Linked DNA regions of Sus scrofa: region 1 is linked to region 2. The links are chromatin contacts, called in public HiChIP or PLAC-seq maps. All regions are on one chromosome and are shown on one strand. The core of a region is the stretch at or near the end of the contact, and the rest is flanking DNA. Distances in the headings are between cores, read along the strand shown.

Evidence for each region. HiChIP or PLAC-seq counts read pairs in DNA pulled down with a chosen protein or histone mark.
Region 1: an H3K27ac HiChIP or PLAC-seq map of skeletal muscle shows a contact between it and region 2. The contact joins the promoter of CMYA5 here to the promoter of HOMER1 in region 2. A contact is called at or near these places in 2 of 47 Hi-C or Micro-C datasets (heart right ventricle and skeletal muscle) and 1 of 2 datasets of contacts at active chromatin or transcription factors (skeletal muscle).

Annotation. Positions count from the first base shown.
Region 1 is chr2:88,389,860-88,392,559 of Sscrofa11.1, forward strand. It overlaps CMYA5 (cardiomyopathy associated 5), which reads left to right and starts at 1,308. Exons shown (of 13, transcript NM_001197307.1): 1 at 1,308-1,520. The coding sequence starts at 1,372.
Region 2 is chr2:88,252,545-88,255,244 of Sscrofa11.1, forward strand. It overlaps HOMER1 (homer scaffolding protein 1), which reads right to left and starts at 1,299. Exons shown (of 9, transcript NM_001243811.1): 1 at 929-1,299. The coding sequence starts at 933.

The DNA.
Region 1 (2,700 bases), core at 58-2,557, 140 kb after region 2:
AATCAGCTGGTTTTGTCTTGTTCTCTTTAGTGCAGGGAACAGTCCTTAAACACCTACTATGTGCTAAGTACTTTGCTAAGCTTCTGTGCTTGTGAGAAATGGGGATTGTGGGACAAAGATGAGTAACAAACTTCCAAAGTCTCCTGGGGGAAAGAGACATAAACCTAATTTGTGTATGGGATAATGAGGGAACCTGGAACAGATGTACTGAGCTTAAGTTGGGGTTTTCAGAGAAAGGTGTGATCTTGAATGATGAATAACCGGGAAGATGAAGGTAGGAGGAATGTTGAAGCTAGGATGAATGTTTTAGACAGAAGGAATTGTGTCCATAAAGGTACCATGGTGTGATTTGATGAATGCTAGGAAGTCCTGACTTCCAAAGATGAGACCACAAGGTAAGATAAGGGTTGTAAGTTGTGGGGTGTTTTTAGCACTTCTCTTCCTGAAGAGCTTGAGCTTTTCAGTCTTTGCACAGTTGGAAGCCACTGAGGGCTCTTAAGCATTAGCATAACAGGATCCAACTAAAGATCTGGATTTTTGGGGTTGAGTTCCAGACACAACAGATTTTGGCCAACGTGGGGGAAATTATTCCTTATTCACAAATTTAAGATTTATGAAGATAACAGTTCCTGGCTGAATAATCCAGGGGTCACTGAGGAGAATACACAACGTAGTGATTTGCAGATATGAAGGGAACCAATACTGATCCATGGTTCAAAACTGGGTTTCTGAAATGGGCAGACTTTGTTTCCCACTGGGTCGCTTTACTAGCAAGGAGACCCTGAGCCAGCTAGGAACTCAAGCCTTTCTGAGAGTTTTTCTCATTTCTAAAACTAGCACTGCAGTTAAACCGACCACAGCAAAGTTTAAGGGGATAATTACCACTGCCTGAACTAGTCTTAAGTACTCTGCTCTCGCTGTAAGGGTAGTTACTTGGTTGTGATGAGGGCCCATGGAGAAGCTCAGCTGGGCTCCAAACCCACTTGAGGGCAAAGAGAGGCTGGAGCGGCCCGGTGCCTTTCCCCCTTCCAATTCCCGGGTGCAGCGGGAGCCTGCGCCCCTCGGAGGGATGTTCTCCCGCCGCGCAAACGGCCTGCCCAGGATCTGTCCAAACTGGGGCGGGGAGGGCTGGGGGGAGTTGGCAGACGCGCGGGGAAGAGGACAAGCTGAGCCCGGGCCCCCGAACCTCGGTGGCGAAACTTTTTGACGCCTTCTATTTAAAGTAGCGGGGCTCGCCCGCCCCCGGGCGGGAACCCGAGACGCCCCGCCGGGACAGGGCAGGGCCGGGCCAGGCCGGAGGCGCCCTCAGAGGGAGAACACCAGGCGCGGCGCGGGCGGTTCCGGCTCCAGCTCCGGCCCGGGCGAGGCGCGATGGCGAGCAGCGACAGCAACCACGCCGCGGAGAGCGCCCTCAGCTCCGATGGGGACGAGGAGGCGACCCGGGAGCTGGACACCGAGGAGGAGTCGGAGGGCGAGGAGGGCGAGACGGCCGCGGAGTCGGAGTCGGAGCCGGACGCCAGGTAGCGTGGAGCCCTTGCTCCGGGCCCCGAGTGCGGCCGTCGGGGAGGGCAGGTGCTGCGCGGGGAAACGCCGCCCCCTTCCTTTTCCTCTTTTCGAGCGCGCTGGAGTTCACGTTCCTCGAGCTAAGCACTTTCTCTGTGGGGGCGCTGACTTGGTGAAAAACTTGAAGGTGAAGGTGCCTGTGTCAGCTGGAGTGACAGGCCCGCCTGCAGCAGCAAAGTTCATCCCTCCCCATCCCCCCTTCCTCCTTCATTACCACCCCTCCCCCCCAGGCAGCTCCTTGTGACTTTCGGCTCTTGTTTATTCCTGGGGATTTACTTCGCGTCCTCCCTAACTGCTGATTTGGGCTGAAACGCTTAGCTTTGGCCCAAAGCCTAGCAACAATTTTGAAAGCCTTAGTTAGAGGAGAAGAGGGTGTGGGGTGCAGGTGGAGGCGGAGATGCCTGCTCTGGAAACTTCAGATGACTGGAGGTCTCTTGGATGCCCAGCACTGCTAGAGGAGGACCTAATTTTGGTACAAAGCTCATAATTCTCTGGAGGAAAGCACGGATTTCAGGCGCTCCTATTCTTAAAATTCTGTTGGTGGTGGTGGTTTTTTTCTCTTAAATATCAACCTTTCAGTGCATGTGAATATAACTAGGTAGTACTATATAAAATTATGGGTCTCCCTCCATTTCTATCTCTCTGCATCCCTCTAATGTAGGCCCTGAAACGAAAGTAATAGGAGTCATCTCTCCATTTGGATTTGTTTCTGCTTTTCCTGGTTCTCTTTGAGTATGGGGTTTGAGGGTTTGTTTTTTAGTTTTAGGGGTTTTGTTTGTTTTTTGTTTTGTCCCTCAGTTCTGTCCCCTTCCTAAGTCTATTAATATCAGTACAAAGGCTTTGTAGGTGACAGATGGATGTGCCCATCTTATCCAAAGTTAGAAGTGCTGCTTAATCAAAGCCAGCAGAGCTGAAGCTGAAAAACCCCACAGAGTGGCACTGATTAGGGCGAATTGTCAGATAAGAAGTCTGGAATTTCGGACACAAATTTACCATGTAACTACTAAGTGGGAGGCCGGCACAGTCCCTGCCCTCAAAGGCTTTATGGAAGAAGTTTGGAAGCAATATGGGGACCATAAAACAGTGTGCTAAATATATGAGAGGGGCGGGAAGGACAGACCTTCTGTGCAAGGTCAA
Region 2 (2,700 bases), core at 49-2,548:
TATTCAACCACCAAAAAGGGTGGGGGGGAATTCTGGAAGTTCTTTTTTGACACAAAGCATTGACAATCTGTCAATGAAACGACCAGATCATTATTCCATCAATACATAATAGCTGTCTGGCTTAAATTAGGAGGAGTCACTCATTTTATTGAGTTACTGTATGAAGAGTTAATAAAAAGTTGGAAAATGCACTTCTGCTTGACTTGGGATCTGAAAGGTGTAGATCTGACACTGTTAACACAAACTGATGACATGATCACAAAAGCAAAAACAAAAAAACAAACAAACAAAAAAACCAAAACCGAAAAGTGAACAAGTTCTTTCAACAAAAAGCTTTTCTTATTTAGGCTCTGATCTCCAACTAAGCACAGGGCACTGGGGAGCCCTTGTCAGTAAGACTTTCAGATTTTCGTTTTAATGCCCCAATAAGTCAATTCTATTGATTTTAGCTATGGCTATTCAAGGGCAAAACAGAGGGCACAGTGAGGGCAACAATTTACACTGGATCATTTTCAAGGACTGAAATCCAACCGCTCAATACTTTACAATTGTTCCTTTGTGCACCTGATTATTCTAAAGGCACCGAGAGAATGCAGTACTTCTCTTTGAAAGAAATCGGCAACAAAACCTATGACAACATTACTTTGATCACAAACTGCTGCGGCACTTTAACCAAGAAAGGACAGGAAGTGTTGTCTTCTTAAATATCACTAATAAAACTATATTCTGGTGACAAGTAACAGACGTGCGTTCCTTAATTATGGCCTCCGGTGTCACTCCACAAAAATAACTTGTTAAAAGGTTAACACTAGCTTAGCAAGGTGGCAAATTTGCTTGATAACATAAAACACAGACAATCCACCACCACCGCTCTATCACACAAATACATAAACAGACTCGAAGTGGTGTTAAACACAAAAATTCTTACCCCATTTTGCCCAATGAAAACTTGCTCTGAAGTTTCTGCTCTTATACTACGTAATAACTTCCAAAGGAATTTCTCCGTCTGCTATTTCGCAGTAGCTTGTCCACCCCCCGAGATCCTTTTCTGGAGGTATTTCAGTGATGCTGTAAATTCAGTTAGTTCCCTTAGATAAAATGATTTCTTTCTGGGAAATACCAAAACGTTCAAACAGAGGTGGCATTTGCTTGTTAGAATTAAAATGCTGCGCGGAGGAGACAGCGGTCAACTCTATTCCACAAAATGAGTCTACGTGTCGGAAAACGCAGAATCCAGCTTCACCGAGTCCTGTGAAAAATGAGTTCGGTGGTCATTTCGTTCCTGTCCTCCTCCACACTCAGGGAGAGCCAGGTAACTCGGCCTTTTCGATGCTACTAAGGCTGCGGGTTCAAATTTCTCCACCACACCGGGTCCCTGGGGGTGGAGCGTGCAACCCAATGCGACGTGCACTGGAGAGATCCCTAAGAGAAAATAAAAATCCTAAAAGCAGTAATGTCACTGCTTCCCTGCGCTCACATTAGAAAAAGCTATATAGAAAAATCTCCTCGAAGTGCGAACCTGGCAACTCGCGACGTGCATGGCAGTCCACATTGGAATCTGTCTTTTAATTTTTTTTTCCCCCTCCTAAGACCGGGAGCAGAGAGGAGGCGGGGAGGAGGAAGAGAAGGCTGGGCAGGATCGATCCATTCTCCCGAGGAGAACACACGGAGCCATTTCCAGGCTGGCAGCAGGCTGGGGGCGCAGCGCACGCCGGGGAACAGGGGGGAGGGGGCCCGATCCCACTTCCCTCAGCCCCTGCCCGCCCCCCGCCGCCGAGCACAATGAAGCCCGGCTCGCGCCCGGCCCTTCATTCGCGGCTGCCCTTCTTCCCTCCTCTCTTCGGAGCACCGCAGGTCTGAGGCTCCCAGCGGCAAAGAATGAATGAATCAGAAAGCCAAGCCCCACGCTGCCCCCAGCACCGGCGCCCAGCTCCGGGGCGAGCTGAGCAGAGGCGGAGGACAGGGCTGAAGGGTCGACGGGCGCCCGCCCGACTCGAGGCGGGCAGCTAATCCTGCGTCGGGCGCAGGGGAACGGGGCTCGCAGCCGCGGAAGAGCCGCTGCTCCAGCGCCCCCACCCCTGCTCCTCGCCTCTCCCGCTCCGCGTCGCCGCCACACGCCGCCTCACAGTCCCCGGGCCCCGCCGCCGCCTCCTCACACTTCCATCACCGCCCCGCTCCGCCGGCCTCCAGCTCCCGCTCGGCAGAGCAGCGCCGGCCGGGCGGCCCGAAGCCCGCCGCTGCCTGTGCCTCCGCCCGCCGCTCGCAGAGCGGAGGACACCGCTTCCCAGGTCAGTGCAGCCAGCGAGAAGCGAGCGCGGCGGTAGAGCGGGCTGCTGGGGGCGGGGGAGGGGGGCGGGGAGAACGAGGAGCTGTGCGGTCCCTCCCCCTGCTCGCGGGAGGGGGCGCGAGGCAGTTGCAGCCGCCCCGACGCGACCGGGAGCCGGGGGTTGGGGTGCTGACGGGTCCCAAAGGCCCGGCGGGGCCCTGCGGCCAGCAAGCTGGAGGAGGCGGCAGCCGCGAGGGCGGTGGGGAGGCTGGTGGTCAGGGGCCGAGCCGGCCCTCGTGGGGAGCTAGGCCGGCCGGCAGATTCGGCTGTCCGTCCTTTTTTCCTTCCCCCCCCTCCCCTAGTGGCCAGCGGCGGGCGGGCTGTGCTCTCTGCTCCTCTGCTGGCTCCTGGCCCCGCTCCCGGCCGCCAGAGCC